7 separate regions of the Mus musculus genome follow, and all the other regions are linked to region 1. Evidence: chromatin contacts called from public promoter capture Hi-C data. All regions are on one chromosome and are shown on one strand. The core of a region is the stretch at or near the end of the contact, and the rest is flanking DNA. Distances in the headings are between cores, read along the strand shown.

Evidence for each region. Promoter capture Hi-C pulls out the DNA fragments that hold promoters and counts their contacts. Capture Hi-C pulls out chosen DNA fragments and counts their contacts.
Region 2: a promoter capture Hi-C map of pre-B cells shows a contact between it and region 1, with 5 times the contacts expected there. The contact joins the promoter of Fam120b here to the promoter of Riok2 in region 1. A contact is called at or near these places in 5 of 39 promoter capture datasets (the 3T3-L1 cell line, the C10 cell line, hippocampal neurons and 2 more), 2 of 484 Hi-C or Micro-C datasets (CD8 T cells and pre-B cells) and 1 of 9 other capture datasets (liver).
Region 3: a contact with region 1 is called in a promoter capture Hi-C map of pre-B cells. The contact joins the enhancer-like site here to the promoter of Riok2 in region 1. A contact is called at or near these places in 10 of 39 promoter capture datasets (the C10 cell line, cranial neural crest, embryonic stem cells and 5 more), 2 of 115 datasets of contacts at active chromatin or transcription factors (embryonic stem cells and large pre-B cells) and 1 of 9 other capture datasets (adipose tissue).
Region 4: a contact with region 1 is called in a promoter capture Hi-C map of liver, with 6 times the contacts expected there. The contact joins the promoter of Chd1 here to the promoter of Riok2 in region 1. A contact is called at or near these places in 2 of 39 promoter capture datasets (embryonic stem cells and liver), 3 of 484 Hi-C or Micro-C datasets (B cells, CD8 T cells and muscle stem cells), 10 of 115 datasets of contacts at active chromatin or transcription factors (acute myeloid leukemia, astrocytes, cardiomyocytes and 7 more) and 2 of 9 other capture datasets (adipose tissue and liver).
Region 5: a promoter capture Hi-C map of pre-B cells shows a contact between it and region 1, with 6 times the contacts expected there. The contact joins the promoter of Pdcd2 here to the promoter of Riok2 in region 1. A contact is called at or near these places in 14 of 39 promoter capture datasets (the 3T3-L1 cell line, the C10 cell line, the HPC-7 cell line and 11 more), 1 of 484 Hi-C or Micro-C datasets (cortical neurons), 4 of 115 datasets of contacts at active chromatin or transcription factors (astrocytes, epiblast stem cells, pro-B cells and 1 more) and 3 of 9 other capture datasets (adipose tissue, liver and pancreatic islet).
Region 6: a promoter capture Hi-C map of liver shows a contact between it and region 1, with 6 times the contacts expected there. The contact joins the promoter of 4933401D09Rik here to the promoter of Riok2 in region 1. A contact is called at or near these places in 9 of 39 promoter capture datasets (the 3T3-L1 cell line, cranial neural crest, embryonic stem cells and 4 more), 2 of 115 datasets of contacts at active chromatin or transcription factors (the NIH/3T3 cell line and large pre-B cells) and 1 of 9 other capture datasets (adipose tissue).
Region 7: a promoter capture Hi-C map of pre-B cells shows a contact between it and region 1, with 7 times the contacts expected there. The contact joins the promoter of Prdm9 here to the promoter of Riok2 in region 1. A contact is called at or near these places in 9 of 39 promoter capture datasets (the C10 cell line, cranial neural crest, embryonic stem cells and 4 more), 3 of 115 datasets of contacts at active chromatin or transcription factors (astrocytes, large pre-B cells and pro-B cells) and 2 of 9 other capture datasets (adipose tissue and liver).

The regions. Positions count from the first base shown.
Region 1 is chr17:17,372,985-17,376,577 of GRCm38.p6, reverse strand. Riok2 (RIO kinase 2) reads right to left here and starts at 2,246. Exons shown (of 10, transcript NM_025934.2): 1 at 1,908-2,246. The coding sequence starts at 1,973. It overlaps Gm36768 (predicted gene, 36768), which reads left to right and starts at 2,362. Exons shown (of 4, transcript NR_168690.1): 1 at 2,362-2,564; 2 at 3,344-3,404.
Region 2 is chr17:15,393,732-15,397,672 of GRCm38.p6, reverse strand. It overlaps Fam120b (family with sequence similarity 120, member B), which reads right to left and starts at 1,427. Exons shown (of 11, transcript NM_024203.3): 1 at 1,113-1,427.
Region 3 is chr17:15,544,943-15,548,844 of GRCm38.p6, reverse strand. It overlaps Prdm9 (PR domain containing 9), which reads left to right. Exons shown (of 10, transcript NM_144809.3): 10 at 3,485-3,902. It also overlaps the pseudogene Gm18564. Among named protein-coding and RNA genes, the nearest start is that of Prdm9, 16 kb to the left of the region's middle. Within about 2 kb of position 2,239, at least 18 of the 459 cell types and tissues checked have an H3K27ac peak or open chromatin away from gene starts, as enhancers often do. A contact at or near this core is called in pre-B cells, where this site is marked.
Region 4 is chr17:15,702,899-15,706,603 of GRCm38.p6, reverse strand. It overlaps Chd1 (chromodomain helicase DNA binding protein 1), which reads right to left and starts at 1,637. Exons shown (of 36, transcript NM_007690.3): 1 at 1,292-1,637. 5830433I10Rik (a long non-coding RNA gene) reads left to right here and starts at 1,227. Exons shown (of 2, transcript XR_001782213.2): 1 at 1,227-2,290.
Region 5 is chr17:15,525,295-15,528,964 of GRCm38.p6, reverse strand. It overlaps Pdcd2 (programmed cell death 2), which reads left to right and starts at 1,664. Exons shown (of 6, transcript NM_008799.2): 1 at 1,664-1,974; 2 at 2,353-2,592; 3 at 3,565-3,670. The coding sequence starts at 1,692.
Region 6 is chr17:15,630,186-15,633,837 of GRCm38.p6, reverse strand. 4933401D09Rik (RIKEN cDNA 4933401D09 gene) reads right to left here and starts at 2,050. Exons shown (of 4, transcript NR_045431.1): 1 at 1,943-2,050; 2 at 739-821.
Region 7 is chr17:15,561,366-15,564,910 of GRCm38.p6, reverse strand. Prdm9 (PR domain containing 9) reads left to right here and starts at 1,580. Exons shown (of 10, transcript NM_144809.3): 1 at 1,580-1,690; 2 at 1,974-2,097; 3 at 2,389-2,496. The coding sequence starts at 1,622.

The DNA.
Region 1 (3,593 bases), core at 997-3,496:
TTAAGATTCTTTTGCCCCTTCATATGTGGTATGTTTTCCATGTGTGTGCACTGTGTGGAGGCCTGGGTTCATGTCTTTCTAGACTGTTCTCCATTGAATTAAAGATCTTCAGGAAGTAGTAGGGGAGATCCAGACAACAATGTAAAAGGGTAAAAGAAATGAAGAGTCAAAATTCTGAACTGAAGAAAAAGGATTATTAAAAATATTAATGAGATGGGGATGTGAAAAACTGGGGAGAGTGTGTGGGGGGTGGTGGTGAACATTAAACATGCAACAAGTCAAGAAATGGTAACTGGCAAAGAAATGGCAAAGAAGTTCCTACAGGGAGCAGCCAGGGAAGACAGCACTGGTGGCATCCATTGAGTCCAGAATGTTAAGTCTGCTGCCTAGGTGAGTCTTTAGGATCTTAGAAATTCTGGAAGAAAAATCTTTACTCTGGTGTCCCACCATAACTGCGCCTTTGAAAGTTTTAGCTCGTTCTTATCTCCTTTCCTTGCTTCCCCAATCCTCCAATACACTTATCGACTACCCTATTTTTGTCAAGACACTGAGAAATGAATGAATGTGCTGAGAAGGAAAGCCATTACTTAAAGAAAAAGCCAGGTTAATTAAGGAAGCTATAGGAAAAAGGAAGCACATGCCAAAGTTCATGTGGACCTTGCATTTGATGAATTTGTAAACGTTACCTACTTAACTTGGCTACAAAGGCTTAAAATAATACATGAACCAGGCAACTCACATTTCATATCCTATTATGCAACACAGCCCTTACCAAAAGTCAGCAACTCCTAAACAAAGCCTGACTCATTCTAACCTTACATAACTGTCCTGATTTCTGTGCCACAACACTAAAACTACAGAATCAGATTTTGTCATCTTCCTAATTAAAACATTCACAGGTCAGGCAGTGGTGTCGCACGCCTTTAATCCCAGCACTTGGGAGGCAGAGGCAGGCAGATTTCTGAGTTTGAGGCCAGTCTGTCTACAGAGTGAGTTTCAGGATAGCCAGGGACACCCAGAGAAACCCTGTCTTGAAAAACCAAAATAAATAAATAAATAAATGAATTAAAAAATAAATAAAAATAAATCACGGGCTTACACACACATCGTTTACTAGGCCTGCAAGGGCTTATATGGTTTGGTTCTCATTTTCCATGTATGTCCCCAACCATTATATCGAACCTTTCTCTTCTATGAAGACTCTCCCTCCCATCTCTGAGTTTTTGCTCTAATTTGCCTCTAACTCTCTCCAAGGACACCTCTTCTACAACTCTCTCCAAGGACACTTTTTTCTCCGGCAGTTAAGATTCATTGGTTCGGGGGGTGGGGACAAACTTTGTAGTTCGATTAACAGTAAAGACAAGATTCTTGGATTCTGTCTCCATCACTGTAAAACTCAAAGACAGTATCCTTCCAACACGTGGCTACTTTCTATTTCTTTATCCTTTGTTACCTTCACGGTACTTACTATCTGACTACATTGTTAACATATTGATTTGCTGGTCGACTAAGAGGCATCTCCTTTCCTCCTTTGTTTTGCACTCTGCTGTTATATTTGATAGAGAAAGCTGACTTTTTTTTTTTAACATTAAGTGTCTGAGTCTATTAGAGGACTTAACTCCCACCCTCCCCTAGTTTGGAAGCCAAAGATCAATGAAATTTCCCGGGCCACAGAGACGTAAGCACATCTGCAGCAAAAGAAGCTGAAAGGAAGAACCATGTTTAGTAAAAGATAGTTCTTTTTTTCACAAAGCTTCATGAAAATCAGACCTTGGTGCCCTTTACCCAGATCCCAGCCTCGGCAAACAATCCACAAATCAGAGAGCCCTCACTCAGCTCCCAGCGACCTTAGAATAGCAGGAGGAGGACGTCACCGAATGGATAAGCAAGAAAGGTGTACTCCTTACCGCAGTCAGAACTCTGAAGTCATCGCGGCTCATGTACCTAAGCTTGGCTACATTCACCTTCCCCATGCTTGCCCAGTTCCACCACGGACGCTCTCTGGGAAGACGCAAAGTTGCTGGGTAATCTCGCAGGCTTTCGGCGGCGACCTGCCCGCGCACGCGCCCTGTATTTAAGGTGCTTATCGCTAGGTAAGAACACGTGCTCAAGAAGCAGTAGAAAAATGCTATTTTTTTCTCGTTTTTGTAGCTAAAAATCAGGCAGAAGTGATTTTTCAGCCCCTAAATAAATAATTTACGTTTGACTGATTTGGCAAGTTGCAAATGTTTTACATAGTATGCCACGTTACTTTTCAGAGCTGCTAGGACCTGATTGGAATTAAGGCCGGACTTCCGCATGCAACAGTGCTTACGTCACGAGAGGGGCGTGTTTTATTCGTTCCGAGCCACGCCCACTTTTAGTGCAGCAACTGTGCACTGTAAAGTCAGGGAGGGAAATGAGTAAGCGAGACCGGAGGCCAGCAAAACCACTGAAAGGGTGGCCACAGAGCCGCACGCGCTGTCTCTCGGCAGCCCCACCCCTGTCCGGCGGAGGAGGGCCGGGTTAGGAGCTGCCCCGCTGGCCTGGGACGCTGATCCCAGGACGGGTTAGGAGGAGCTTCTGTACGTACTATCCAGTGCTCGCTTCCAAAGAAAGCGCGCACCTCAATGTTTCTTGGGTCCAGGAGCATTTGGGAGGCTTAACAAGACAATGTACCCAAGACAAAGACTTTTATTACCGTACCTTCATCCCGACAGCAGCAGCATAGTAACAAGTGTGACTCATGTGATATTCAGTACCTGTGTTTCTCATTTCACGAATTATCTATATTTCAGTCCTTTAAGCTGCAGATCTTCTCTGGTCAGCTCTTAGGTTAAGCTTGGGCGCTATAAGTGTCCAGTGTTATGATCTGCTTTATACTTGAGAGATTGCCAACGACTGGTGTGTAACTTTTTTTTTTTTTTTTTTGAGGTATGTGCAAACTTTAAGGACTCAGATTAAGATACCTTCGTGTTCCTTCCATACTCCACTCCTTCCAGTTTCCAAGAAACAATGTATTCATTTCCTCCTTTTGGAGAGTGGTGCTGAGTATCTTCCTGGAGTAAGCTCTTTCATAAAGCATAGGGGCAGACAGCAGGCTGTAGTGTCCGTATCGGTCCAGCTAAAGTAGTTGGTAATCTAAAATCATCAAATCGAAACAAAAGATCAATCCTTTTTCATCTCTATGTTCCTGTCTTTGGGGTCTTGTATGCTTGAATACAGGATTCTAGGCATATCTAATTAGGACTTAACTAATTAAGACCGTTGTACACAATGGAATTTTTCTTTCTACATTAACATTAGAACATGTGAAAACAAAAAGTTTGAAGCTTTGATTATCTGTCTTTCTGTCTCCTTTCAGCATTGCTCCACAGAGCCACCACTAATTGAGTGGGTTTGGATCCAAGTTCTGGAATATTGGGGTAATCACAGTCCAGATTTCTCATCTTTTCAATATTGTGGGTTTTTTGTTTGTTTGTTTGTTTTTTTAGTAATCAAGTCATTTATGAGTAAAGGATTTAAATTCAATCTTCCTTTCTCACCATACTTAGTGTGACTTAAGCCAGTGGTTCCCAACCATCCTAGTACAGCGGTCCTTTAATACAGTTTAT
Region 2 (3,941 bases), core at 178-2,677, 2.0 Mb after region 1:
TTCCAAGCAGTAGGGTGGGCTTTTCTACCCTGAAATGTCTCCCATACGCTAGGATCAATGCTTATTTGGAAAAAATAAATGAATAAAACCAGGGGCAGATGGATGTATTAAGTGAGATCAAGAACCAATTCACAGTTTATAGACTCCCATTATAGCCAGAGAGAGCGATGGAGAGAAATAATGCCTAACAATAAAATTAAAACTATTTATACTTGGTATTAAGTTCTGTAGCAACAATTGATAGCATTATGTGGAATGCATCCTTCTTACCAAGGTGGAGTCAACTCAGAAAGTAAATGAAATTAGTTTAGTATCTGCAACACAGAAGTTACAATGCTCTACCCAATGACCAGGCCTTTCTTTCAAATACCAAGCACACCTTGAAGATGGTGGAAATGGGGAGGGGAAAACTGGGACAAGAACACTTGCAAAGCAGCAACATAAGATAAATAGCAAGTTGTAAAGGCTCTATAATTATGAACAGAGGGGTGTTGTATTCACAGTACACTGAAATCAAGGACTCCGAAGCCAAAGCTTGGATTCGTGAACTTTTCATTATCAGTTCCATAAATATATCCAGACTCCAGTTCAGAGATAAGAGTAGAGTCTTTGAGTGTGGAAAATAAATGATTTCAAATGCTCTCCACGTAAGTTTTTTGGGGGGGGCCAAAGGTGTTCACAGATATAAACGTCTGGAAGACTGGCTGAACAGATATTTTTTTTAAACTGGGAGGTGCTATAGTCAAGGTGGGGGCAAGAGAAATAACGCATCAGTTGCTGGTGCCTTTCAAAAACAGGTAAAGAAAAAAGTAGCCAGGCGTTCGTACACTAACCTAATGTCAGTCGAGGTCAGGAGCTATCCTCTAATGGATGGGAGATAGGGAAAATGATGAGAGACATTGGACGTGGGTAACAGCAAGTCCCTAAGGTGGAAAGATCTGAGAGCATATGTAGGCCGAAATCAAACGGATGGTCCCCTCCCCAGAGGAACTCAACACAGCTGAGGCCCAGCCCCTTCGCCTCTCCATCACTTAAGGTCCTACAACCTCCCAACCTGGTTTCCAGTTACCAGTTCTTCCCTCCCCAGCCGCTACCAGAGTCTGAGAGTCTACCTCGCTGGTCCTCAGTGTCCTGCAGCTGGGCTCAGGAAGAGTCTCCACCCCGCTCCACCTGCAAGTGGATGGCTGCCTCTCCCCTCCACCCAGGGAGGAACAGCCAGGACGCAGAGAAGCCAGGATGCGGAGGGGCGTGGCCACGGCGAGGATAGTGGACTTGATGCTGGAAGGAGTCTGGGGTAGGGAGATGCGACAGCAGAGATCCAGGGCCGATTCCCCAGCCTGGCCTACCCAAAGCTCAGCAGTGGCCGCAGACTGCGTCAACCAGATTTCAGACCCACAGTCTACGGCGTGCTCACTTCCGCTTCCGTTATTGAACTTCCGCCCGGAGAAGTGTCTGGTTAGACAAAGTGAAGCTTGTGCTTATATAACTGGAAGTAAAGGACGAAGAGACGAAAGGGATGTAGTACGCAAGCGCTAGAGCGGGAGGCGAAGTGGGTGGCACCCAGGAAGAAGGAAGCTTTAACCCGTTGCCTAGCAACCGGGGAATAGCCTAGGACGCCTGCACGCCGCTGGATAGCCGGACTGGGAAAAGTGTGTTTGTCCCATAGGCTAAGTCTTCAGGCTGAGTGGCAGCCTGCACTAGCACTGGGTGCCTTGCTCCGGTAATGCACGCACACAGGCTGCAGCGGATAGTCACTGGAAACCCTTTTAAATGCCACAGACCACAGCTTGCAACCACGCAGAGTATGGGAAGCTGCGAGGATCCTGGTTTGGTCTTGAATCCCCTTAGGAGTACCAGTACTGAAAGGCGGCACAGCTTGGACAAGGAGCATCAAGGGCCGAGAGTCCACTTACAGAGTTGTCATAGGCAATAATGCTGGTCATTTTATTGGGTGAAGTGGCCATCCTTGTGGGCTACATTCAGGCTGTCTAGTATTTTGGATGGAAATCTCCAATAAGCTAAAGCATCCTTTGTGTCGGTAGCCCCCAACTTGGGGTGCTGGAAACATTTGGATCTCAAGATTACAGTTTTAGCTGTTGAGTCACAGCTTGTGCTAGCCTTATGGTAGAGGGGTTCTCTGCCTTTAGCTTTACAGCTCCAGGATGCGTCCTCAGCTGCCAGAGGTAGCAACTCGGTGACTTTCTGGGACTCTTTAGAGCAGCTGGCGCTTGCATTCAGTAGTGTTTTATCTTTTGCAGTTTCTGTTCTCCTCTATGCTATACTTTCCCAACACTCCCGTAGTCCTTCACAGTCTTAGCACTCCATGGCCTCTACAACAGCCCTCTATTGGTTTCTGTTGGGTGCTGTACCTGTTCTTTATGCAACCGACGCAAGCTACCCTACCCGGGATCAAGACTACAAGGAGGCATCAGTACCACTTGGAGTAAATTTTATTGGCAGCACAGGGGCAACTTGCAGAAAAACAAAGCAAAGCAAACAACCACAACAAAAAACTTTCTCCTGTATACTGCCATTGGGCTGGGGTCACTGAGTAGGGTGATCTAAGAGCCATCTCAAGGTGTCATGGTCAGTTTCCCAAGGCCATGAAACTGCTGGGTGGTGGTTGATTGTAATGGTTCCCCTGACTGAAACAAAGTCTCTGTGGCATCTACAGTTGCCGTGAAGTCTTCTCTGGACATTGGTAGCTAGAATAGAGCAGTAATCATTACAGTTGCCCTGACAACAGGCTGAGGAACCTTCAGGGGCAGCTACTTGATTGACAAGTCTCAAGTCTCCACAAAAGGTGAGACTAAACCTGCAACTGCCACCACCCTTATAGTGCCTCAGGTCTTCAGGGGTGGCAGCAATATCATTCAGTCTTAGAAGGTTTGGGAATGGCGAAAACCATACAATGGCTCCCAATTCAGCCTTCATCCCTGCCTGTCTTGGGGTAGTGTCTCAGTATTTTAGTTACTTTTCTGTCCCTGTGTTATAACATCATGACTACAGAGTCAGCCACCTTCCCAGTGAGGAAATGTGACTGGAGCAGCTGAGAGTTCTCATCTCCACATGCAGGAAGCAGAGTGAGAAGTGGGAATAGTTTCAAGGTTTTAAAACACCAAAGCCTACCCCCTCCCCAGGGACAAACTTCCACCAACAAGCCATCAAATCTACCAGAACTGTCACCAACTGAGGACCAAGTATTCAAACATCTAAGCCTATTAGGGGCATAATCATCCAAACCACTAGACTCAGTTTCTCCCTCAGGCAACTGATGCTCTAGCCTGATGACAGTTGACAGTATAGAAACCAAACTATTCAATATGTCTTGGTTGAATTTAGTACACTTGACGCAAGCTAAAGTTATTTGGAAGGAGAAACTTCAACTCTGTAGGATATTTTCTTGATCAATGATTTCATGGTGAAGGTCCCAGCTTACTGGTGGCAGTGCCACCCCTGGGCAGAGGGTCCTGAGTTGTATAGGAAAGCAGGCTGAACAAACCACAGGAAGCAAGGCAGTAAGTAGCATCCCTCCATGGCTTCTGATTCAGTTCCTGCCTCCAGATTCCTTCATGGCTTCCCTCAATGGACTGTGACCCAGGGTATATAAGCCAAATGAACCCATCCCTCCCCAAGTTGCTTTTGATTTTGGTGTTTTATCATAATAGTAGAAACCCTGATGGGTTATTGACTCATGGGATATTGCTGTGACAGACCTGACTGCGTTTAGGGAATGATGATGGAAGGACTTTGGAACTTTGGACTGGAAAGCTATTGAATGCTCAGAGCTGGGCTATTGTGGGAACTTAGAAGATAATGCTGAGGTCAGAGCAGATGATGTAAGTCTGGCTTGTGAATTTTCAGAGGGAGGTTTGAATGTCTCTTTAGGATTCTGTCAGGGCCATTCCATATTTTTAATTAAGAACTAGGTGTAGAGAATT
Region 3 (3,902 bases), core at 990-3,489, 1.8 Mb after region 1:
ATATTTCTCTTGAGTGTGAAGTACAACCATAGAAAGTGAAGAACAGTCACAAGTATGTTTTCTACAAGCAACATTGGCCTAACAAATGTTGGAATGTTGGCTCTCACATCTTTTAGAAATAGGATTGGGAGACCAGCTGTAACCTTTGGGATTTCTATTATGCCCTACTGAATGAAAATATTTTATACAGACTTTCCTCTTCACTCTTGTTCACAGTGTCTGGAGACACTATATGCTCAGTGGTTATAGAGACTTCAGTCAAGCTTTCAGACCATTCAAATTCTGTAACAGAGCTACTGGCTAATTAGTTTATGTCACTATTTACTGGTGGTTGGCTGCAGAGGGAGGCCTTCTAATTCCTCTTTGGACTCAAATCTACTATCTTCTTCCCTGACTTTAAATTCCACTCCAGGTTGATCTCAGGTAAAGATTTCTTCTACTGCTTTTTTGCAGATGTTCTAGGAAACTGCTTTAGCCTTCTTAGAAACAACTTCATGAGGACTTGTAGAAACAAATTCATATATACCGAAGCATGCCAGGGTTTGTCATCTTTTTGTCTTTTGTGGCTGGGTCTGTACTGTGTTTGTACAATTTACTCACAGCATATCTGACCTTCTTACTTTGAGGGCTAAACTACATTTTTATTAAATTATTCTTCCTTTTTTCATAACCAAATAAAATTGTCCAGAGGTGTCATCTTTTGGATCTAAAAGTTTATTATCATGTATCAAGTTTTGACGCGTACTGTAAAGCTGGGCCATACTGTCCAATTGCCCGTTTATCTTGAAGTCTAGGTTCCAAGCTAGAGTGTAACACATCCTGTTCCAAAACAGTCACTTGTACAGTCATTACAGAAGACATGTCCACACCCTTCTAAATGCACGGGCTCCTTCAGAATATTAGAGCAGTAGGAGCAGTAGCCTCTACAGGAGTGCAAGTACTGCGCGGATATGTACCTAGGAGCTCTAGGTAGCCGGCTTCATGGCCTGCATGAACCGGGAGGAGACTTTTTCCTGAAGCAGACCCTGGGCTGCAAGAATCACCTCAGATGGGTACACTCAGGCAGTAGAACACCGTTGTGTGGAGTTTCAGAGCCCTCAAGACATCTTGTGTTTCAATTCTTAAGCTAAGTGAAATACAATATAAATTCAGTGAATTTTTGAGAACTTCTGAAATTAAAGATCATTTTGTGTGCTTTAAAGTGTTATAAAATTTTTATGCTTTTAAATATTCTTTTTCTTTTCTTTTTTTTTTTTTTTTTTTTGGTTTTTCGAGACAGGTTTCTCTGTGTAGCCCTGGCTGTCCTGGAACTCACTTTGAAGACCAGGCTGGCCTCGAACTCAGAAATCCACCTGCCTCTGCCTCCTAAGAGCTGAGATTAAAGGCATGTGCCACCACCACCCGGCTAAATATTCTAATTTTAAAAGGATTGTTATATTTATTTTGTATGTATAAATTTTTGCTTGCATGTATATATATATGCGTGCAGTGCCTGCTGAAGCCAGAAGACAGTGATGGATCTCCTGGAACTGGAGTTATAGATAGTTTTGAGCTACCATGTAGGTGCCAAAATCAAACCCAGGTACTCTGTAAGAACAGCAAATACTCTTAACATCTGAACCATCTCTCTACCCCTAAATTTATTTCAAGTACTTTATGAACAAAATATATAACAACATATAAGTGCTATAAGGTTAGAGTCCAGAAAAAAAAAAAACAAGAAAAAAGTTTTCACGTACCCATCAACTTTTTTACTGAATTAGTTTATTCTGGTCCTTCCTTTTGGTTTCTTTTTAATTTCTTTCATATATGTAAATAATATAAATATGTCATCTGGCACTATGTCAGTTAGATGTCAGGTAAATTGTGGCTCTGTGCCAGGAGAGAAAAAATATATAAAATAAACAAAAATATTGAAATGCCTGCTCTTTAGCTGACTCATGGACTAGGGAAGCATGCATACTTGTACAGACCTATGCAGAGTCAGGAAAAGTGTTTAGAGACCCGTGGAGTAGACGTAAATATAAAGGCTATTGAAGGAAGATTTGGGAGGGGCAAGCAGATGGTCTCAGAGGAGATAGCTGTTGTAACTGTCTCAAGGCATGAAAGGGCTGCACTTTTGAGAACAGGTTGAAGTCATTTCATGGAAGGAAGCAGATGCCAGAGAAATGCATGTGAGCCTGTTAATGTAGAGCCTGTGAAGGTCCCAGGAGAGTGAGAGTGAGGCATAGCGGGGTTTCAGTTCTTTGTTCTACAATGATGCTTTGGCGAATTTTCAAAAATATAGTGCAGTGTGCAACCACCTCAGAGATTGCTTCAGTTTCCAGGGGGAAAGGATTGCATGCAAAGGACTAGTGGGCCACAGAGAGAAGACATCTGAGTAAGATGTGTTTTGAAACAGGGTTTTTGTTATATTTGAAATGGGCTAAATGTAAATGAAATAAGCATGAGTACTTGGTATGAGGAGAAAATTAACTTTCATTTTACAATTTGTGGATCATTGAGAAAGGTACTTTATAGCCAAGGTGTGGCAGCAGGAGCACACTTTTAGTCAGCAGGACCCAGAACATCCTGTCTTCTTTAACCTAAAGGAGAACCCCCAACTGACTATGTCTTAGAATGAGAAGACAATTTCAAACTCATATGCTGCTTTTATCAACAACTCTACCCAGGTACTCATAGTTGTTGATCTTCTAGCTGGATGGGCTCCAATTACATTTAATTTTCCTTTTTTAGGAAAATCCAGTAAGGGAAATTCCACCTAAGGAAGTGTTGTTATGTCTCCATAGTATGAAATAGGTGCAGAGAGTGCATAGGGAAAGGTGACCAGACACCTGACTAAGTGGAACTGGGTGAGGTAGGGTTGTTGGGTAAGGTAGGATATAAAAACCAAAAAGATGCTTATAGTTTGTAGGGCTTGCTTGCCGTTGCAGTTTACACCAAGAATAAGGTTGCTTCTGATCCTACTTGGAGGACATGTAGTTAAAATAAAAACAGAATAAAAATATTTGAAATGTAAATAAAGAAAAATCCAATAAAATAACAGAATAAAAAAATTAAAATAAAGGTGGTGCACACCTTTAATTCTAGCACTCAGGAGGCAGAGGCAGGAGAATCTCTGTGAGTTCAAGGCCACTCTAGTCTACAAAGCAAATTCTAGCATGGCCAGGAATACACAGAGAAACCCTGTCTCAAAAAAAACAAAACAACAACAACAAAAACCCCAAACAAACAAAAATGACAAAAAAAAAAAAAAACCCAAAGGATGATGGAATGCACTCACTGCACTTGATAGGAGACAGACAACTTGTGTTGGCTATAGAATCCTACCTCATTGACCAGATTGTCTTTGAACCATCAAACCTAGCTGGGTGTGCCTTAACTCATGAAGACTAAGTAATGGGGTAGGCCTGACCACATAGAAAATCAGATGCCTAAGCAATTTATTATATTCAGTCTCATCAAAAACTTTATCTTTCCACAGAACTAAGGACAGAAATTCATCCTTGTCTTTTGTGCTCTTTGGCCTTCTCAAGTCAGAAATTCCTCACTCAACATATGGAATGGAATCATCGCACTGAAATCTTCCCAGGAACATCTGCAAGAATAAATCCTAAACCAGGAGATCCCTGTTCAGATCAGCTTCAGGAACAACATGTTGATTCACAGAACAAAAATGACAAGGCCAGCAATGAAGTAAAAAGAAAATCCAAACCCAGGCAGAGGATTTCAACAACCTTTCCCAGCACACTCAAAGAACAAATGAGATCTGAGGAAAGTAAGAGAACTGTGGAAGAGCTCAGAACAGGCCAGACAACAAATACAGAGGACACAGTCAAATCATTTATTGCATCAGAAATCTCAAGTATTGAAAGACAATGTGGGCAATATTTCAGTGATAA
Region 4 (3,705 bases), core at 388-2,887, 1.7 Mb after region 1:
AGAGGGTAAGGGTTATGTTTACTGAAGCACTAACTCCTATTACTAAGAACTTCATATCCAGCTAAGGAAAGTTTTTAAATGTTCATTCGGAAAAGAGAGTAATAAAAGGTTATCATGATCTTAGCAAAACTACAAACGTCAAAACAGACAGTTTTTACCAGGTAAACCAATGGTAGAGTGGAAAAAAAAATTATATACCCAGTAAGGTACTTAAGACGCCTTGAAAAAAAACATAAAAAGGCAATACAAAGAATACACACTGTATCTTATTTTCAAGGCAAACGACGGGGACGGGGGTGGGGAGCAAGACAATATTTCCACCTCTCAAGATTTCCGCCAGAGCACTAGAGTCACCTACAAGCCAACCACGAATAAACAAAGGAGATCTCTGGCAGGGGAGGGAGAGGAAGAAGCGGGGGAAGGAGACGTCAGATCCTTCCCCAGCCAGAAAGTACCACCAAGACACACTCGGGACGCAACAGAGTTGTCCTCCGACTCCAGCAGAGACTTAACTGATTATTTCCACTCCAAAGAACAGAGGGGCCAAACAGGCTGCTGCCACCTCCGCCCGGGGGGCCGACTCTGCACCTGGATCAGGATTTCCAACCTGCAGAGCTCAGTCTCCATACCTCTGGGAGAACAGGTCACCTAAGATCCACAGCACTCAACAGTAATTCCTAACGTTAACTATTAATTCCAGCCCCGGTGAAACCGGCCGAAGTCCTCCACCTCCTCTCCGCAAAGTCTGCGCTGAGAAAGTTCACTCGCCTAGGCGCTTTCCCTTTCACCTTCCTCTCGCCCCTCAAGATGGCTTTCCCCGTCCGCTGGACTTCCTTTCCAGCCTCGCCTCCTTTCTCCGTCCGGCCCTAAGTTCTCCTCCGAGCGCCCGGACTCCGGACGCTCCCGCGTCTCAACAATAAGAGCCCCCGAAGTGGCCAGGGCTCCCTCTGCAGCCTCCTTCCCCGCCTGGCAGTTGCCGGGCTCCCGGCTAAGTTTGCCGGGCGGCGCCGCGCGGGGCCGCTGCACCTTCTCCCCGCAGCCGGGCGCCGCGGCCTCCTTCCCGCCTCCCGCTCCCGCAGCCCCGCCGCGCGCCCTCCCGGGCTCGCCCGGCCACCGCCCCCTCCCCCCCACCCGCCCCGCGCTCCCACGTGCTGGTCCCCTCCGCGCGCCGGGCAGCGCCGCCAGGCCGCTGAGGATGCGCCGGGCCGCTCTCCCACGCCCCCGGCGCCGCGCCGGGCCTCGCGGGCCTCGCCCGCTCCCGGCCTCCCCGGCCTCGCCGACCCGTCCTTACCGGCGGGCACAGGGCGAAGGGTGGCGCGGGCCGGCGCCTCGGGCGGAGGATGCCCCGCGCGGGGGCCCGCGATCCTGGATGCCCAGGCCGCGGGACCCGCGCCGCGGACGGCAGAGGGGGAGGGGAGGCAGCGGGCGGAGACGCGCGGAGCTGGGGAGCGGGTCCGACGATCAGTTCATCTCCGGGCGCCCGGGCCGAGCGGGAAGTACCGAGGGCGCCTCCTCCGTCCGCGCTCCCGCCCCGCCGCTTATCGGCCGCCGGCAGCCGCCATGACGCCAAGACCGCGATCGAGCGCAACCGTCTCCGCCGCGCGGCGCCGCCGAGGTCGCTGTCGCCTCCGCCTCCCGAGCGACGTCACCGCCTCGGTTCACTCCCCTTCCCGGCGCGCGGCGGCGGCGCGCACGCCCGGCCTTTCCGCCGACGCGCGGGGGCGGGGCGGGGCGGGGCGGGGCGCCGAGGTGGTGCACGCCCCTCGGGGAAAGCCACCGAGTCCAGCCCAGGCTCGGCCTTCGCACTCGTAACCGGCGCTACCCCTGGCGTTCGTGGGGCTCCCGGGGATGGGCGCTCTGGTCACGGCACGGATGCGCAGGGATCCAGAGCGGGGGCCCAGGACTGCCTGCGGTGGGGGCCGGCCGCGCGCGCCGGGTGTCCGGAGTCCGGTCGGAGCTGCTGCGTCACCCGGGCAGCTAGAGAACTATTGGGCAACCTAGTCGCCTCCCGCTGCGATCTTTGCCTGGGCGACCAGCGACTAAGTCTCCTCCCGGGCGGGGCTTTAGTGAAAGAGAGAAAATAGAGTTCGAGCTGCTGACCTCCCAGGACGCTCCTTGATTCGTGTGTGGGTGGCCCATGCCTGGTTCATAAAAGAACTTTTACAACTGTGCCTGCCTAGATCGCTCCCTGGAATGCGGGTGGAAGGGTGCCGTGCGGAATCGGAACTGGAGGGGCGTTGGTAACTGGATCTAAGGTGCTGCAGCTTAGTTGACAGTTACTGTCATTACTGTATCCGCAGGCCTCAGTATGTCGAAGCAGAATCTCTTCAAGCGTGGTGATGTAGCAATCTATGTACGGTTTTCAATTTTGTTTTTATTATGCTTTTTGGTTTTGAAAGAGCGTTTTATTATGTAGCCCAGGGTGGCCTCAGGGTGATCCTTCGAAGTTTAGGCATTACAGGCAGGCGTGTGCCATCACCACAAGGCTGACTGTTTTTGCAAGGATTTGGAACTTTGTTTGCTTACTTGTTTTTAAATCAAAATTCTTTCTGATTTCATTACCTGGCCTGCAAATAAAAGATTCTTTAAAGACAGTATACAAAGCCAGGCTGGTCTTCCACTTCTCCATCTCCCTGCCTCAGCCTCCGGAGTGGTAGTAAAGGAATTGCTGGTGTACCCACCTTGTGGGTCTAACTTTTTAAAGTTTTCAACTTACTTTTTGAAGTTGCATTTTCTGTAGAGACCTCTCCTTCGAAGTCAAATGAGTTTGGCTGCCATAATATCTCCAAATGATTCTTAAGCTATTTGGGAAATTTCTAATGAAAATTTAAACTTTGCCCGGCGGTGGTGGCGCACACCTTTGATCCAAGCACTTGGGAGGCAGAGGCAGGCTGATTTCTGAGTTCGAGGCCAGCCTGGTCTACAAAGTGAGTTCCAGTACAGCCAGGGCTACACAGAGAAACCCTGTCTCGAAAAACCTAAAAAAGAAAGAAAGAAAGAAAGAAAGAAAGAAAGAAAGAAAGAAAGAAAGAAAGAAAGAAAGAGAAAGGAAAGGAAAGGAAAGGAAAAAAAGAAAAGAAAAGAAAAGAAAAGAAAAGAAAAGAAAGGAAGAAAATTTAAACTTGGAGCTTTATGTTTTGAATAAGATCATAATATACTTCAGTACTCTGTAAACTCTTAGAAACACTGGAGGAAGAAAGACTGGAGAATATAGAGAAATACAATGTATAAAAAATTGCAACAATCTTGCATGTTCAAGTCTTTTTTTTTTTTTTTCCTTTTCCATTTGAGACAAGGTTTCTCAGCATAGGTTTGTGGGTTATTTGTTTGTTTCTCTAGACAGAGTTTCCAGGGTCCTGGTGTTCCCTGTCCTGTTCAAGTCTTAAAAGTAACGAAAAAAAAATACTTGTCAGCTGAGTGACTAAACTCTGTTTCAATTTTTCAAATTAAGTTTTGTTTCTTGTTAGTGTTTGTGGGTGTGCCACAGCCCACGTGAGGCAGTGAAACCAGCTTGCAGGGCTTGATTCTCCCCTGCCACCATGTAAATCCAAGTGCTGGAACTCAGATCTTAAGACTTGGCTGGTATCTTTCCTCACTGAATCGTTCCTCTGGCTCATTCACATCTCTTCTTAGTATATCAAACAACAGCCTAGGGGTGATTATAAACATGTAAATAGCAGAAAATCTAGAAAGTTAGCATCAACT
Region 5 (3,670 bases), core at 415-2,914, 1.8 Mb after region 1:
GAATGAAGCCTCCTATTTCACATAAATAAAATCTACTTGATTGTGTTGTTCAGCAAGGCCACTGATGTGCTCACTCTTCTGTCTTGGGTGGGCTTTATTTGGCTCTGCACGAACCAAGATGGGAACCCACTTCATTCAGTTCCATTACGAATATTGACGCAAAAACTACAGCTCTCACCTCAAAGGGAGTTAAAAGTTCATTCGGAGCCAAATTTGAATGATCGTAGCCCGGGAACATATATTCATGTCTTCCCAAGTACTATATGTTCCAGTGTGGAAGCACTTTCATGGAGTTTTTATAGTAACAGAACAAAAAGGAAATTTGAAATCAAGGTATTTTAACAATGAATGCATTTGTGGAAACATTAAGTAGTTACAGAGGAATCTCAGTACAGACCTGAGACACCATCTGATAGCATTGTTAGCCTTTTGATTGGTGGAGAATAGCATTTTGTTAATACAGTCCAATAGTCTTTATCTGTTTATCAAGGTGTTAGGTCTGACACAAAAGCGGCCACTAAGGTATCTTTAAGGGGCTAAAGACAACCCAAGAGAAATAGTACCATTTCTAAAGATTCTAAACTCTTCAAAGTCAAAAAGTTTTATTAGTTAACCAGACTTTGTAGACAGCTCCTTTCCAGGAATTCTTGTTTACACTAGCCAAAAAACCCACTGTTGTTTTGTCTTTACATCTTGCTTCCTGTCTAAATCCAACACACAGGGCAGCGAGTATGGGAGCACCCAACTGTGTGAAGCAGAGCGCTATGATTTACGTTTGTTTCGAGTGCTCCTCCTCAACTGTATCCGGTCATCTTTCTCCTCCACCCCAGTTTTGAACATCCTTTAACTGCATGAGGACAGGTTTCAAGGGTCTGTGTGGGTTCGCCCCCAACCTCAATTCTTCCACAGGAGAACAGAGCCTCCCTTTGAAAGAGAAGATAAAAATAGCAAACTTCAACATTAATTATGATTGGCGACATTACTTAGGATGTATTCAGTTTCATAAAACTAAGATAAGAGAATAAGAAACTCTCTGTTCTGAGATAACAGAATAACCTAAACTGCTAACTTCTGCTTTGGGAAGCCTACTTGCCCCTTTCTCTTCCAAAGGAAGCACGCATTTGTTCTCCCTTAAGAAGTGACCACCACCAATATCCACTTAGCAAGTTCCATTTGCTAGAGAAACTGTCATAATAAAAATCTGAAAATTCAGCTTCTGTAAAACTTGCTCAGCTCCGGGAAAAACCTCTTTTGAAGCAGAGATTTTAAAAGACCACTCTAAGATAATCACAAAGATTATGACAATATCTAACGGCATAAACCATGAAATGTTTCTGATCCGGGCTGAGTCTCTTACCCAATAGCGAAAGGCTACAGCTGCGAACTAATTAAAGTTTGTCTTTTGTCCCCGAGTGCTGAGAATGCCCCCACTTCCCTCACTCCAACCTGAGGATCTACAACCGACACCCTAATCTCAGAGGTCTGAAGAGCTTCCGGCCTTCGGATCCCCAGAAACAGTGACAGTTCGATGGAGGTAGTCTTGCTCACCAGCGTCCTTTATTCACTTTTGCTTCCTGCCTATAGGGTTACCTCCAGTCCGGTCCCAGCTCGAGATCTGACCCCGCCTCCCGCCTTCCGGCCTAACACGTGACCGCCCTCTTCCGGCCTGGTGGCAGAGTCCTGCTGCGAGCATGGCTGCAGCCGCCCCTGGTCCTGTGGAGTTGGGCTTCGCCGAGGAGGCACCGGCCTGGAGGCTGCGCAGCGAGCAGTTTCCCAGCAAAGTGGGCGGGCGGCCCGCGTGGTTGGGCTTGGCGGAGCTGCCGGGGCCCGGGGCGCTGGCGTGTGCGCGCTGCGGCCGCCCGCTCGCCTTCCTGCTGCAGGTGTACGCACCGCTGCCGGGCCGGGACGACGCCTTCCACCGCAGCCTCTTTCTCTTCTGCTGTCGCGAGCCGCCGTGCTGCGCCGGCCTGCGAGGTGAGCGGCCGCCGGGACAGGACCCGGGCGAGGGTTGCCACGGGGGCTGAACCCTGGACGTAGGACGATCGGTTGGCGCGAGTGGTTGTATTCAGGTACCGGAATTGTCTTAGAATCGTGTCCCTTTCATCCTGGGCACGGACTCCTTAAAGCCAATTTCTCTTGTCAGACGGAACTCTTCCCGGGTTTAAAAGCTCTTTAGCTTTTATTTTTATTCCCTTTCATATAAAAACCGCCCCCCCACCCCGAAAGCAAAAACCTTAGGTTTTCCTTAAATGAGGTTTTATGAGGTGAAGCACCGAAAACGGTTCAAATGTTTCAATTATTTTGTTTCACGGAAAGATAATCTCACGTACCCCTTTCTCCTCTTCATTTCAGTTTTTCGTAATCAGCTACCAAGGAACAACGCATTCTACTCCTATGAGCCCCCTTCTGAAACAGAAGCTTTGGGTACGGAATGTGTGTGCCTCCAGCTCAAGTCTGGAGCCCATCTCTGTCGGGTTTGTGGTTGCTTGGCCCCTATGACATGCTCTAGGTGCAAACAGGCACATTACTGCAGCAAGGAGCATCAGACATTAGACTGGCGGCTGGGACACAAGCAGGCTTGTACACAGTCAGGTAAGACAACTTAGCCTTACCGTCTCTGTCAACTGAGGTACTCCAGTTTCTGGTTAAACTTGAAATTAGAAAACATACTTTAAAAGTTTTAGGAACTGGTAACATGAACACTTCGCTAATCTAAAACACAACCAGCTTTATTTTTTTATTAGATATTTTCTTTATATACATTTCAAATGCTATCCCGAAAGTTCCCTATACCCCCCCCCCCCCCCCCAGCCCTGCTCCCTTACCCACCCACTCCTGATTCTTGGCCCTGGTGTTCCCCTGTACTGGGGCATATAAAGTTTGCAAGACCAAGGGGCCTCTCTTCCCAGTAATGGCCGACTAGGCCATCTTCTGCTACATATGCAGCTAGAGACACGAGCTCTGGGGTACTGGTTAGTACAACCAGCTTTATTAACAGGTAGTATTATTAAGAGTAGTTAACCGTGGTCATGCAAAAAGCGTTACAATCACATTCATGCATCCCTGATCCGAATAATGAATTCTTAATTGTTCAGTGTCTTTGTAGACTGTATCTCTCCACTTTATTCATGCTTTTGTTGGTGTAAACAGATCTTTAGTGTTAGGTATTGTGTATAATATCTAATACTTAAGAACAAGCAAGTGCTAACAGTTGTTACTCAGCTCGTAGTGGTGGTGCCTATCTGTGGTCCTGGCACTCGAGTGCCAGCTGCAGGAGGATTTGGAGTTAGAGGGCAATCTAGGCAACATAGTAAGAGCCTGTCTACTGACAATAAGCCATGTTATATATGTAGCAGTGTCACACACACATTTACTGTCTATTACTTCATGTGATGGCTTGTATGAGGTTACATAGTGATTGCCCTATTCCATAGCAGCTCTGATGTTCAACTGTGATGAATTCACTCAACAACACAGGTCTCAGAACTTAACGTCTTAGAAATGGGAAAATTTTAGGTCCTCAAAACTCAATGTTTATTAATGATGCTAATAACTTTATTGTAGACAAAATAGACCATATGGTTCCAGACCACAACTTCCTGTTTCCAGAATTTGAAATTGTAACAGAAACAGAAGATGAAATTTTGCCTGAGGTTGTGGAAATGGAGGA
Region 6 (3,652 bases), core at 801-3,300, 1.7 Mb after region 1:
CTGAAACCTGAGCAAACAGGTTTCAGGCTGGGGAGGGGAAGGTACAGATGACAACCTGAAGGAGCTGGTGCATGCTTTCCACCAGGTGGGTCCCAAGGATCAAGTGCCAGTTCTTGGTTTGGGCAGCTAGCACCTTGACCATCTGAGCTGTTTTGCCAGCTGGAAGTGATGGAAAGAACTTTGATTGTGCATTGGATGTGGTAGTGCATGCCTACAATGCCAGAACTTGGAAGCATGAGGTAAGAGTAACCCGAATTTGAGGCTCTCTAGTCTACCTCAAAGGGAAGTCTTGTCTACAAACAAATAAGCAAACGAACAAACAAAACAACAACAACAATAAAGACCACACTATAGCTAAACCAAAGTAAATAAAAATACTCCAAACCACAGAAACACTGTATTTTATCTATAGACTGGTTAAGGCCAAATTATGTGGTGAAGTAGGTGTCATATTGCCAGCCAGACTGTGTGTGGGATGCATGTTGAGAGCACCTGTTAGGACCAGGTGTGTATAAATGCACGCATTCTCTGACTCCATAATTGTGGTTCTATAAATTTATCTTAGCAGATGCTTGTACATTAACATAATACAAAAAGACTATATACCACCTTTCAAATAAAAAGTCCTGTGAACAGTTGGAAAGTCTAATAAAGGGGAAGGAGCTGCTTAACGTCTTAGTTTGTATTAATGCACAGGGATGCTAAGTAGTGCTACAATGAATGAAGGGCTGAGCTCACCAAGACTTATCAAGATCCTCATATTCATTAGGAGTGGAAAGTTTCTCCTTCTTTCGTGTCTTTTTGCAGGAAAAAAAATGTATCTGGAAGACACAGGCAGTATAAGCAGATTTTCACTTGCCACAGTGAAGCAAACATGTGTGGACAGTATATTCTAGAGAGATTGAAGCAGGCCCCTGAAAGGGGATTAGCAGCAAAAAATACAAATAAATAAATAAATAAATAAATAAATAAATAATCCAATTCCTTACTTAGAGATTTAAGTTTGTCTTTCATCAAACACAGGTATAAGAAATCCCTCTAATAAACCTGTGTATGAAGGTTTATTACCTGTAGTTGGAAATGAAGGGAGTAAGATTATTTTGACAACTGAGTTCTACCCTCCAGACACATACAGGAGAGAATTGACTCCCACAGCTTGCCTTCTCATCTACACACACACACACTCACACACACACACACACACACACACACACACGCACACACACACACATACACTGTGCACTTGCACATATAAAAGATAAAAACAATTAAATATAATTTTTGAAAAATCTGCCTTTAAGATAGTACCTGGTCTAGAATTTGCAGCATAACTTCACTCTTTTTCACTAATCTGATTTATTCTCAAAAAGTTCAATGACAGCCAATTCTCAAAGCCTAACTTAAAATGTCATATGACTATTCATTTTAATTTTAATAGAACTTAAAATACTGAGGTCAAGGGACTGAAGCTCAAATGAGTGTTGCCTACAGGAGAATCTGTCCATTGCAGAGAGGGAGCCAGTTGAGTAAGCCTTGGCCAAGAGCCTGGGACAGGAAGTGCTATCAGAGTCCCCAGGGTTGTGGTACTGTGGGACTGTTCAGGTTAAATACTGTTCATTAAAGTTTTGCTTCCCAGGAGAGAAAAACAATAGTGACTAAAACTGGCATGTTAGCAAAGCTACCTCCAGAGACTTCCTGAAGCTCTCTGAGGATGGTGCCCGAGTATTTCAAGAGGTTTCTCTTACTGTCTCTTTTACCTCATTATCCGCATAAGACACTTAAGGTGAGGAGGGTGGTTTTCAGACAGGCGTAGTTCCCGGTTCGGTTCGTTGAAGAGGAGGTCCTCTGGTAATTTAGCAGGAGAGTTTAAATTTCATCTGTTGCGATGGATCCTGCCATCCTGCATTCCTAGAGAGACTTTTGAAAAATAACTGTTACAAACCTGTAAGCAGATGATTTGGTTGCAGAGTAAAACGGAGGAAGGTGGAGGGAGTTGGAGGAGCAGAGGCAGGAGAGACGGAACTGATTAGTGCCTGGTGGGGATAGTGTTGATTCAGGGTGACCGTGACTACTCTCACAGCCAGAAGCCCTGTCCCCCCCCACCCCACCCCCGCTCCCCGCCCCCCCACCCCACCCCCCACCCCCGCGCACTAAAATGAGCTAGCAGAAGCAGTTAGGGAGCTACAGAGTATCAAAGAAGGGGAATAAGAAAAAAGTAAAGGAACTGTGTAAAGAATTGTATCTGGCCTGAGGGGGAAGGATCAAGGTCCCTTGCAGCGCGAGTTTCTCTTCTTTGTGAAAAAAAAATTTTTTTTTTTCCCAGATGAAACGGGAACCAATGGGGCCGTTGGGAGAGGTTACATGGAACATTTTGGGGGAGGGGGTATAGAGGAACATTCCTTAAGTAAAACATTTAAAGGAACGAAAATGTATGAGGATAATGCAGGGTAGAGAAGGGGGCTAAACCACCGTGTGTGTGCTCTTGTGTGAGTATATGGGTAGAAACCGATGGTCACTGTCTACAATCTTCACGTTTCTCTTGCTCTCCACCTTGGCGTTGGTTTTTGGTTGTTTTTAGGGTGTTTGTTTGTTTGTTTTTACCTTTTTGGTTTGTGTTTTGTTACTTGAGACAGGGTCTCATTATGTACCTGCTTGGCTGGCCTGGAATTTGCTATGTAGATAAAGCTGGCGGGCAAACTCAGAGGTCTGCCTGTCTCTGCTTCTGGAATACTGGGATTAAAGGTAGGCACCACCATGCTGAGGCTCCTCTTCACTCTTTTTAAGGGAAAGGGAGAGGGGGAGGGTGAAGGAGAGCGAAAGAGACTCTACATTGCCCTGACCACTCTGAACCTCTTGAGTACTGGGATCAAAGGCATCACCATCACACTCAATCTACCTTAGTTTTCAAGTGGTTCTCATTAAACACTGAGCTAACAGATTTCAGCTAACCCGCCTGACCGGTGAATTTTGTGGATCTTTCTGTCTCCACAGCCTAATACTAGGCTTATAGATGCATGTTGCTATGGATTTTTATGTGGGCGCCAGTGATCCAAATTCAAGTCCTCGTGTTTGTACAGCAATGATCTTACACATTGATTAGACATCCCCAATACTGCACTGAGGGTCTCAGAAATGCTGAATTTACTTGGGACAAGAAGTCGGGAGCTGAAAACAACCTAAAATGCTTTGAAGTTAACCCCCCACATTCCTGTCTCTCTGGATACATCGGGATCTGCTTGGATGATCTGACACCCATTTATTAAGCCATCTTCAATGTCAGACCGTTATTTCTAACCACAATGGAGAAGCATATGTTATTTTAAACCCTCAGCCCCACTTTGTACATAAGACCTCATTCTCTCATCAGTTCTGTAAGATCTTGGTCAGAAAATAGACGCTTGCCTACTACCAGTGACTTCAAACCCTCTTGTAATTCCATTTGATCCAGATCTTACTTTTTTAAACTTCTCATTTTGAAGCCAAACATGTTACTGAACACCTTTAATCTCAGTACTTAGGAAGCAGAGACAAGAGGATTTCTCTGAGTTCCAGGGCCAACCAGGACTACCTAGAGAGACCTTGTCTCAAAAAACAAACAGGACTACACTGTCCAGGAAATCAGGTAGGCAGCCTTCATTCCCCCTCCTCCCCT
Region 7 (3,545 bases), core at 331-2,830, 1.8 Mb after region 1:
GTTAAATTAGAGGCTTTTAAATTTTTTTTTTTTAAACTCTTTCATAGCCTAATTTTTAGGTTCTTTTCCGGAGAGCCTTATTTGTTTTGATTTTGTCTATCTATTTGATTAAGCTACTTATCTCAGGCGAGACGTGAGCTCAGGGTATGCCTGCCAAAGCTGGACTTCCGGTCCCACCCTCATCCCCGGCTTCCCGGTGCCCAGCTCCAATTGGAGATTGACTGAAACCCCACTCTAGAGCAGACCTAAGCACTTAAAGCTCTGCTCCATGGTTTTAAGACCTTTAGTAGACAGGACACAGGTCAGGTAACACAGCCTGCCACATTGAAAAAGAGGAGTCTGAAGGAACGGACGCCGCACAGAGAACAAGTGTGCGCCTGCGCGCTGGCCACTACCTGATTCGTGCAGGGGCCTGGCAATCCCAGCGAGGGGAGGGGCAGCCTGGAGAAAGCCACGGGCAGGAATTGCACCCTGACTGACAGGCAGAGCTCCGCCCTCCGCTTTTCTTGTTCCCGCCCCTCAGCCAGCTGTCTGTCAATTGGCGGATTCTCCTGTCAGTCAGCCTCGGAACTCCTCAGAGGGACGAACGCCGGCGGTGGCCTCAGAGCCGCGGGATTCTGGACCATGAGTGCAGGCGAAACCTTCAGGACCAGCGAGGCTTTCTAGGCTCAGCCCGTGAGACCCCATATCCCCTAAATTAGATTCGGACCCCCTCAGCGTGACACGCGCGCGCGCGCTCACACGCACACACCCGGTCACCTCAGCTTCTCGGGAACTCCAAACGCCCTTTGGCTGAGTGAGGTCCCAAATGCACTTGTGCGGAACCAACCCAGCCTCTGCCTGAGGAACCTGGGTAGCTCGCCTCAGAGAGACTAAGTTTCCAGACAGGAAACCTGGACTCTCAGCGTAGAGACTCTCCTAAGCCCCAAAGACCCCAGACGCCCTCGGTCTCGAGGACCTGTCTGTCACTCCAGATTGGCTTCCAGAGATCCTAAATGCTCTCGTCCCGCAGGACCCTAAATACCTCCGACGTGACAAATCCCAACTCTTCGTGACATAATCGTCAAATCTCGTCAGACTGCGAGTCTCCAAACCTTATTTCACAGCCTGAAAGACTCCTCTAGCCTACGAACCCAATTCCTTCAATCTGATGCACCCCACTCCTCAGCCCGAGGTCCCCAAAGTTAAAATCTCAGCCAGAGCGTTCCTACATTTTCACCAGAGGGACTTCAATCCCTTGTACTCGGGATTCCCGAATCCATTTACCTGAAAACATCTTTCAGACCCTGGCTGACTCCTTGGTCCAGATGAAGAGCAAGTGGGAATGGGGTGGGGGGGGACACCGGTTGGCGGGAGGAATCTTCCTTCCTTGCTGTCGCAGGTCCTGACCCGGACGGAGGGTCGGTGCCTAGGTTTAGGGCTCAGTCCAGAATCCTTGCTCCTGCACCAGAGTACTAGACCTCGGAGTCCGAAGAAGCTGCCTGTGTTGGCTGCATGGATTCCCAGCCCCTAGCTCCTTCCCATGTGCTGGTGGGCATCTCTGATCGCCTAAGGCCCTTAGTTACCTCTTCATCCATAGGACCATAGGACCCTGGACCTCTCCAGTGAAATGTCCTGCACCATGAACACCAACAAGCTGGAAGAAAATAGTCCTGAAGAAGATACAGGGAAATTCGAGTGGAAACCCAAGGTAGTACGAAGTTATCCTTGAGTCAGGAGGATCATGGGGTGGGCAGAGGCAAACAGCCTTGAGTACCAATACCATATTGATTTTTCCTATGACAAGAAGGTGGGTCCCGATATGTGAGAGAGGAAAGGCTCATTAGCAACTGCTCTGTCAGCATGAACATCCAGTGTTTGCTTAAAGAAGGTTCTGGGAATGGGAGGATAACCTTGGTCACTGAGACCACATTCCAGGGTCCCAAGCCCGGCCCAGCATGTTCCGTTTTTTGTTTTTATTTTTTTTCCCCCAGGTCAAAGATGAATTCAAAGACATTTCCATATACTTCTCCAAAGAAGAATGGGCAGAGATGGGAGAGTGGGAGAAAATTCGCTATAGAAATGTGAAAAGGAACTATAAAATGCTGATTTCAATAGGTAACAAGAAGTCTTCGGTTGAACCAGTCTAGATTAAAAAAATAAAATCTCAGTTCCCATGTTCCCATGTTATGTTAGGGTCTTCCCAGGTATCTACAGTGGTACAGTTCCCAATGGAGACAAGTTTAGAGGAAACGTGTGTGTGTGTGTGTGTGTCTGTGTGTCCAGGACTAAATGTTAGCACTGGCCCTGTAGAGATCTCATCTCCACACCCAGAGCCTACCTGGCCTTGTGATACATTTGTTCCATCCTCTAGGGCCTTTTTAAGAGGAATATTTTGCTGCTTTTCAGGTCTCAGAGCCCCTAGACCAGCTTTCATGTGTTACCAAAGGCAAGCAATGAAACCCCAAATAAATGACAGTGAGGATTCTGATGAAGAGTGGACACCTAAGCAACAAGGTGAGGAGAGGCTAGGAGAGTTTAGAAGTGAGGTGAGGGGGCAGGAGAATTTAGAAGTACCCATCGGAAACCAAGCCAGATTTAGGTTCCATAATGTCTCAGAACCAACTTCTGAAAACTGGGTGTTTCAGAATCAAGGGTCAGCAAACAAACAAGATGCAATGCAAAATTAATAGTAAGAATCTATTCCTGTACATTTTAAAATATGTGAAAACTATATGCTATTTATAAATATAATAAATATGAAATATATACAAATCTGGGCATGAACAAGAAATATCAAACCCAAAGTAGCTAGGATAAGCACCTTACCTAGTCTGTAGCCTGCGTGCTTATTATTAATCATGTAAATATGACCATGGTTGTGCAAATGTCTCTTCAAGATCTTATTTTCACTCTTTATATGTACATAAAGAAATCTAAATCATAAAGTAATTCTATTTTAATTTTTTTTTTTGAGACAGGGTTTCTCTGTGTAGCCCTGGCTTTCCTGGAACTCACTCTGTAGACCAGGCTGGCCTTGAACTCAGAAATCTGCCTGTCTCTGCCCCCCAAGTGCTGGGATTAAAGGCATGGGCCACCACGCCCAGCTCTATTTTAATTTTTGAGGGACTTACTATTTCTGGTAGCTGTGCCATTTTATATTCCCATCAAAGGTGGTCATTCAAGCATTCCAATTTGTCCTCATCCTTGCCATTACTTCTTATGATATATCACTGGGACTTTAATTTTCATTTCCCTGATAACTAATTGTGTTGAACACTTTTTTCTATGCTTGTTGGCCACTTAAATATCTGGAGAAATGTGTGCTCGTTGCATTAATTAGGTAGCTAAAGAGCTGTCAACAAAATATCATGTGCTAAATTTTTAAGCAGAAATATATTTCTTACAGTTCTAGAGGCTAGAAATCCAAAATGGGAGTGCTGCCTTGTCAGGTTTCAACAATGGCTTCTCCTTTGTGTATAAGAGATCTCCACTGTGTATTCACATGAACTATGTGTGTTCATGTGTAGAACACATTTAGCCTTTCATAGGATCTCTACCTATGA